Regions from separate parts of the Mus musculus genome. Here regions 2 and 3 are each linked to region 1. A link is a contact called in public Micro-C data. All regions are on one chromosome and are shown on one strand. Each heading gives the region's core, a stretch centred on a gene start, on an enhancer-like site or on the middle of the called end of the contact. The rest is flanking DNA. Distances are from core to core; before and after follow the strand shown.

Region 1 (2,585 bases), core at 33-2,532:
TGCACACATGTCACCTGGCGAGCTATATCAGATATTCAACGTTGGACCAAAACCTGGTCAAGTGTCCTTTCATGCAGATTATATTATTTGCATTAGAGATAATTTGTTCCACTTCTGCCCCAGGTACTTCCTCTGTCCCACAGACACAACCCACCCACCATGTTCATGCTTATACTAACTTTCCAAAACCTGATCTTTTATCATTCAGTACTTCTTGGTCCTCTCTACTACAGAAGATCTGGGGGTGGGAGAAGTTCATGCCTACGTTTAAAATCTTCCAAGGTGGTCTAACTAATTAGAACATCTGCAGTTGTGGGGAATTGGACTATTATAGATCCAGAGCCAAATTATCTGGAGCTGTCTCTAACCCCTCATAAGTAATTCACTGCCTACTTCTTCATTTGAACTAACATCCTTTTGCAATAGTTAACAGACCAACCACAAGCTAAGACTGTCATCAGACAGCATCTACAAGCCGCAGCAGAGATGTCCCTGCCTTGATATACCACCTACCTGATGTCCTTATCAGTGCATTCTAAAGGTACCATGTTTATGCCCCTCTTTTGTTCTGTAACTGTAAGTCCAAATTAAACCATTGTGTTGTGGTCACTCCTGTGTGGTCACTATTACTCCCTTTGAGATGAAAGCTGTGTTTTTATATCAACACCTTCTACATATGTGAGAGCTGAGCATTAGGCTAAGCCTAACCTAACTGCATGCCGCCATTCACACTCCAAGGAGAAGTTTTGAATATGCTTTTAAAAATAACCACACATCTCAGCTTAATTATATATTCTCATTCCAGCTCTCTTCCTCTCTTTTGATGCCATCTTCCTTCATGTTTATTGATTATTTATCACCTTCTACATACATAAGCACTTTCCCATGAGTTTTCTTGGTGGATTTTTTTTCCCGTTTGTTTTTAACTTTAAATTTTAAATGACAATAGACCCAAACTTGAGGTGGAAATTTCTTGCTACCTCATGTGATGCACATTCACATGTTGTTTTGCAGAGGGTAAGACCCGTGAGAGGACATGTGATGTTTGGAAAGAGTATAAGTGGGACTCAGTGGACAGTGACAGTATGCTTGCATAGCTAGTTGTACAATATGGGAGCACTTCCAATCTCCATTTGTCAGGATACCAGCAGTATCCTTGGTATGATTGGTCTTGAGTCTTCACTGATCTTCACTTCATTAAGAGAGGTATGGTGGAGATCTCCTGGCATTCCGGCTGGTTCTGGTTGCTCCCACTGACTCATGATGATTCAGTGGGAGCCTGATGGTTTCTGATGAGTCATACTACAGTTGCTGATTTGTGTTTGGTGACACTTTTGAACTTGACTGTTGGTATCATGACACTACTGAACTATATTGCTGGTATCCTGACAATGGAGATTGGAATCACACCCAAAGAACTACTTCTAAACAGGTCCACATCCCCTTGTCCTATTAACCATCTTTTCTTCCCTACCCTTAGACAGTGGGTTAGAAGGGAGGTTGAAGTACTTCAGAATCCTTGTTAAAGTAAGTTTGAAAAATCTAAGCCTACACAAACTGTATAAGACAAGCCATATAGACATTCACAAAGTTAATACCACACAAATTTTAGAAGTACTTACAAAGTGATTTGCTTTCATTTTGAATGTAGGCATACAAGGAGTCAAATGGCTCTAGTTCACTCTCCACTCCACGGGATACAGGAAAAATGGATTTTTTCATGCTTTTTTTTTCTTTTTTAGTCAACATGGGTCATTATTATTAAAATGTTGTCCACCATTACATAAAGGGCAAAAGAAAAATGGTGGCTTGCATGTGTGCAAAAGAAAAATTGGGTGGCTTGAATTGCTTCCCAATTCAGAAGAATCCTTCCATTCCTTTGTTAAAGGCTGACAGGATATTGAAAATGATTTTTGAAACAAAAGCTCACGCATTCCGGACTGGCTTCCCTCTGTAGCTGGGGATTATCTTGAATTTCTTATCCCTTACTTTTACCTCCTGAGTGCTGGAATGACAGATGTATAATACTACATCCAATTTATACAGTGCAAGGGGTTGAACCCCAGGATTCCCTGTATCAGGCATTCAGCAACTGAACTGCGTCTCTAGTTCTATATATGTTGACTCACATTTACAAACACACACGCGTGCACACACACACACGAGATCTCAACCCTACACAAAGAACTGTAGGCAACTAAAAAAAGCTGGAAATGGGAGAGATTATCTTCCCCAGGGAAGAGCACACCAATTGCTTATCCAATACCAAACAGTCAGCCCTGAAAGCATATACACAGGTGGCATTAGATAAATACATTATATTTGGCATACATATTTATATTGTTATTGTGGGCATACATACACCACACACACACACACACACACACAGGTTTGTTGTGCCTGCAAAAATAATTAGAAAAAGAAGATTCCATGAATTTGAAGGAGAGTAGGGAGATGTATATGGAAGTATTTGGAGGAAATAAAGAGAGACTAAGTGTAGTTAAATTATAATGTCAAAAATAAAGTAGACACGCAAACTTTATATGCCCAAGTACAGGGGAACGCCAGGGCCAAAAAGGGGGAGT
Region 2 (2,585 bases), core at 43-2,542, 200 kb after region 1:
GTGTGTGTGTGCGCGCGCGCGCGCACTGTAAGCTGCAAAGATAGAGATGGGGGGAGTGTGGTTCGAACTACATCTGTCAATAATGGGAACTTATCCCTTCATGAATATACCGTTCCTACAAATACATTGCTTTCTCCCAAAGAGATCCCTGAAACCGAGAGTGTTTGACTATGCATATTATTGACAATCACTCTTGCATTGATGATCTTGGATTAAGGACCCTACCCAATACCGTTCCAAACGGTCTGCCTCAGCCAACACCCTGTCCAACAGAGCAGCCTTTCAGAGCCTCAGATCAAAGCCTCCTGTGTGCAGAGTGCCCATTGTTCATCAGTGACATGTGACTTGCACCTGCTCCGCTGAGGTGTTCCGCTTTCACTGTGTCCCTCTCTGCCTCTGCAAGCTGTGGCAAGATCACAGGGGCCAGTCACTTCAGTGACGAAGGAAGCCACACTCTGCCAGTCACACGATGGACCAGCTGTGCTGGTCCTGTGTGAACCAGGTGCCTCCTGCTTCCCCCAGGAATCCGCTGCCAAGCCTTGGCAGAGAACGGACGAGCAGCTGCTCCTCGGGCTTCGGTCTTGTCTATTTCTCTCCTCCACAGCCTGAGAATCCAAATGCAATCCCCTGGCAAGCCGGGCACAAAGCAGAGGAAAGAAACTTTGAAAGAAGACGCAAGGGCGGTGACTACAGAAGGTTGACTGAGCTCACAGAAAAGCAGGAGACAGTCAATGAGTGCAGTAAGATCACTTGAACCCTAAGCTTCCCATGTCTCGAAGGCCAACGTCCTCACCACAGGAGAAACTTATCGAAAAGTGAATGGGGTACTAATCACAGATTGTCGTGATTGTTATTAGACATCCAGACACACAGAGTTCAAGCCGATGCCAACCAAGATCCAAATAAAACCACCATGATAATAACAACAGCCTCAGCTGAGACGATCAAGCAGCGCCCTTTGCCATACAAGAGGTTTGGTTCCATGACTTCTCATGGTTTAATTTGATTAACAGATCTGGGGATAGGAGGAGTGTTTGTTCTCACAGGCTTTTCTGGCTTTACGCTTTCTCCATGTGACCACCCAAGAAACACTGGTAGGCCGCAACTAGATTGCATTTACTTCCTGCACTGTGGATTGTATTGTCTTTTGTTTTATTTTTTTTTGAAAATATGTAAATACCACTAAGCCACTCATCCAACAGTCTCACGTTCTCATTCGATTGGAATGCTGCTTGCTCGTGCAGGCGGACCAGGAGTGGGCGACCAATTAGCCAAGTGGCTGACTCCAACCCCCAAAAGCTCTTCCTTGCACAGGGATCTCGAGCTGCAGTGGCCACTGTTTCCCAAGCACTGAGTCCCAAGTCAGGAGGAGGTGGGGGGAGGGGAGAGTATAAATGGTGCGGCTGTGCGGTGACTCATCCTCTCGCTGACTCCACTCTCTTGTCTGTTTGCAGTCGCTTGGACAGCTGTGTTGGCCATGTGGAGTCAGAGATATTTTTTGTTCCCAAAACAGGAAGATGGGATGAGGAGGGGGGAGCTGGGGGTGGGGGGGAGACGAGACAGTGGATGTGTGTGTGAGGATGTGAAGTCATGGTTGCCGTATGATTTCAGCTCCTCTGACAAGCCAGCCATCACTACCATTAGTCACTAGCCCTCCAAGGATGAGAGCCATCTGGGTCAATTCCCCAGTGAAGTGAGATGGAACTGGTATATCTGTGGCTCAGGTCTTGGAAACATGTCTCGCAGTAAGGAGAGGTAAGGGGTGAAGATGAGGTCGCTAGCTGGAAACTGAGGAAAAGCAGCCTGTTCACAATGAAAACAAAACAGAAGATACAGGCTGGGCTAAAGCTGTAAGCGAGTTGGCAGAGGGCTTGCCTAACATACAGGAAACCCTGGGGTCCAGCCTCGGGGCACTGCACAAGCAAGATGTGGTGGCATATATGCATGCTATCCTAGTTGTCAGGAGAAGGCAGGAGGATCAGGAATCCAAGGTCATCCTTAACTACATAGTATGAGGCCACCCTGAGATACACAAGTCAAACACCTTGACGTCCAAACGCCCATAGTTCAAAGAAACAGACACCAGAGAAGTACCCAACACGGAGGTAAGAGAGGGCGGGGTGATTTAGAATCACTAAGGATGGAACTGTGAGTGGAGCCAAAGGCAACATGTCCTCTCTAACATCAGCTGCCTCCTCTTCCTGGTCCCCAATCAGGACACGCCCTCCTCTGCCTGCCATGAAAGCATCTTAGCCTCCAACTTCAAGCCTTCCGCCGAAACTCCCACCCTCCTCGATAGGGTTCATCAGAGCGTCGTGCTCGGGTCGAGTTCTCTTTAAATAAACATTTATTGGAATGAAGCCTGTGTTCAAGGCTTGTTTCTGGCCATTTATGCTGCAAGAAATGAGGTAGAAGAGACAGGGACCCTGGGCCCACAAAGCCTAGACGACTGTCCATCAGTCTCCTTGCCATATTATATCAGGGTAGAGGAGTGGAAAGTCTCTAGCTAAAATGGCAAAACATTCTCTCATCATTTTGACCCAGCTGACTTGATGGATGAAGAAGGTTCCTCCTGTCCCACCCAA
Region 3 (2,585 bases), core at 29-2,528, 180 kb after region 1:
GACCTGAGCACACTGGTCCTCCTGGCTGCTCAGGTCTGTCTCCCACACACATGTCTCTCTCGTCTCACTTAAACTTGCTCCATTATAACATTCCAGTGTGTTTAAAGGCTGGAACTTTTTTGTTTGTTTGGTTTTGGTTTTTGGTTTGTTGGTTTGGTTTTTTTTTGGGGGGGGGGGTGGGTTTTTTTGTTTGTTTGTTTTTGTTTTTGGGTTTTTGGCTTTTGTTTTTTTTTGTTTTTTTTTGTTTTTTTTTTTTGAGACAGGGTTTCTCTGTATAGCCCTGGCTGTCCTGGAACTCACTTTGTAGACCAGGCTGGCCTCGAACTCAGAAATCTGCCTACCTCTGCCTCCCGAGTGCTGGGATTAAAGGTGAGTGCCGCCACAACCCGCACTTATAAGTCACTCAACTACTTTCCAAATCCTGGTCTGCCATCCATCTATAACCTCCAGTTTCTTGCTGCCGATGGAGACATTAAGGTCTCAATGGTCTAATGTTTCAACATTAGAACAGAAAGAAAGAACATTAGAAAGAACATAAGAAAGAAAGAAAGAAAGAGAGAGAGAGAGAGAGAGAGAGGAAGGAAGGAAGGAAGGAAGGAAGGAAGGAAGAAAGAAAGAAAGAAAGAAAGAAAGAAAGAAAGAAAGAAAGAAAGAAAGAAAGAAAGAAAGAAAGAAAGAAAGGGCATTGTTTTAAGTCCCATTTCTCCCCCTGTGACTCAAAATTAGGACATTATAAGAAAGTTGTCCTGAACCCTGGTTTTCTGGCTCCCTGGGGCATCCCACCCAGTTCCGGGACTTTCCCCTCCAGAAAGAAAGAGGCACTTTTGATGGAAGTGAAGCTCTGTGGAGGGTGGAGTCAGAGAATTCTCAAAGGCTGTCCAGCTTCTCCCAAAATGCCTAAGGCATCACTTTAATCCTGGGTAAATACAGCCAAGGAGTCTCTGGAAAGGCAGTGGTACCAAGAACAAGCCACAAAGAAACAGTTTGATTGTGGTGAACTGAAGGAATGGCCATTTTAATTGCTGTCTGCCTGCAGGCTGTGCTGCGCCCCCCTAACTAAGGAAAGGAAGTACCAGCTGGCCCTTGCTAAAGAGTGCCCAGGAGCCAAAGACCAGAACACACTGGTCACAGGACACCTCGAATCCTCCTGTCCCTCAGCTGAGGGAGTTTGGTGTATGACAAACTGACATAGCCAAAGATGAATGAATGCTAGGGCATTATCAAGCCCCAAAAGAGCTGTGGCTGGTGACCACATCACTGTAACTAATCAGCCAATCCGCCAAAGTGGAGTCACCCATAAGAACTGTCCAGAGGAGCAGGTGGCTGGTGAAATAGCCCAGACTTGTATAGCACAAGAAGAAGTCTGTCTCAGCCTCTGGTAATAGAACATACGGATCTTCAAAGACTTAAGGGAGCAGACAGCATATTAGAAGATGCAAAAGGCATGATATACCATATAAGAAGACATTGGAAGAATATTGGCCTGGTAGCTTCATTTGCTATAGAAGAATCATTCATTTCAAGCCTTGATAACCTAGAACATTTTCAAATAACAAAATTATGGGCTGAAGAATCTCAGAGGCAGGTCAATGTTGGTCATGATCCAGCATGCCAAAGGCCTTGGCATCCATCCTCCACACTGGACATCAGTAACCAACTGATGAGACCAACAGTGACCCTTGCTCCAGCCATCTCTGGCTGGAAGATGGTTTCAAACCCTGAGTAGATGGGAGTAGTCCCGCCATGACGTCACATTCAGTCTCTGGTTGATAATACAGTAAACTAGTACCTGCCCCACCACAGCTTCCTTTCCTGGAAGCCCTTCGTGGGTAAGTGTCTCTGTTCTCAGTATCAAACACAGAAGAACCTTCACTGCTACCACCAATATCACACCATCAATACCCTGTCTCCCGATGAGATCCTTTGCCTAGGTATCTTGTTGCCTAGGTAGAGGCTGATCAATGCACTGATCCCAAAAGTTCCAACCTTGTTCAGTCGTGTCGAGTGCCCCACTCTTGCTCAATAGATCCTAACTGGAACTTACCCTTTTTGAGGTCACTTTGGCATAGAGACAAAATGACATGGGTGGTAGTAGCTCAGGCCATCATGATCCCATGAATGAGTTCAAGATGCAGCATACAATTCCCCATCTCCTCTCTCCCTTGTCCCTTTGTCCCCTCTAATCCCAGATTGCTTCTGCTACCCATATTAAATTAATACATGATCATTTTCACATACACCAATGAGCCCAAAGCTTTCAACATCTTGCTAGAAATTACTGTGACTCCATCTTTCAAATGCAGTGTTGATAATCCCTTTAGACTCATAAAGAGCTCATTGGAACCAGCACTGGAGGAATTAAATGTGTCGTCTCACCAAACAGAGACACAAATCTGTTACTAAGAAAAAGATGGTTGTGGTGGGCTTTGAAGTTTTCACACTATTCTAGTTTGATTTCTGTCGCTGTGAAACAGGAATGGCCATGAACAACTTGGGAAGAATAGGGTTCATTTTATCCTCCACTGTATAGTCACCAGGAAGAGAAGTTAGACCGGGAACTCAATGCTGGAATCTGGAGGCAGAGA

The links. Hi-C and Micro-C count contacts between places; a contact is called where the count stands out from the background.
Region 2: a contact with region 1 is called in a Micro-C map of muscle stem cells, with 3 times the contacts expected there. The contact joins two enhancer-like sites. A contact is called at or near these places in 1 of 15 datasets of contacts at CTCF or cohesin (stem cell-derived epiblast-like cells), 12 of 484 Hi-C or Micro-C datasets (differentiating embryonic stem cells, embryonic stem cells, muscle stem cells and 1 more), 1 of 115 datasets of contacts at active chromatin or transcription factors (embryonic stem cells) and 1 of 9 other capture datasets (embryonic stem cells).
Region 3: a contact with region 1 is called in a Micro-C map of muscle stem cells, with 3 times the contacts expected there. The contact joins two enhancer-like sites. A contact is called at or near these places in 1 of 15 datasets of contacts at CTCF or cohesin (stem cell-derived epiblast-like cells), 18 of 484 Hi-C or Micro-C datasets (differentiating embryonic stem cells, embryonic stem cells, muscle stem cells and 2 more), 2 of 115 datasets of contacts at active chromatin or transcription factors (embryonic stem cells and stem cell-derived neural progenitor cells) and 1 of 9 other capture datasets (embryonic stem cells).

The regions. Positions count from the first base shown.
Region 1 is chr13:47,531,823-47,534,407 of GRCm38.p6, reverse strand. No RefSeq gene overlaps it. Among named protein-coding and RNA genes, the nearest start is that of Gm52028, 30 kb to the left of the region's middle. Within about 2 kb of position 1,282, at least 2 of the 459 cell types and tissues checked have an H3K27ac peak or open chromatin away from gene starts, as enhancers often do. A contact at or near this core is called in muscle stem cells, where this site is marked.
Region 2 is chr13:47,334,973-47,337,557 of GRCm38.p6, reverse strand. No RefSeq gene overlaps it. Among named protein-coding and RNA genes, the nearest start is that of Gm52039, 99 kb to the right of the region's middle. Within about 2 kb of position 1,292, at least 75 of the 459 cell types and tissues checked have an H3K27ac peak or open chromatin away from gene starts, as enhancers often do. A contact at or near this core is called in muscle stem cells, where this site is marked.
Region 3 is chr13:47,351,289-47,353,873 of GRCm38.p6, reverse strand. No RefSeq gene overlaps it. Among named protein-coding and RNA genes, the nearest start is that of Gm35733, 86 kb to the left of the region's middle. Within about 2 kb of position 1,278, at least 2 of the 459 cell types and tissues checked have an H3K27ac peak or open chromatin away from gene starts, as enhancers often do. A contact at or near this core is called in muscle stem cells, where this site is marked.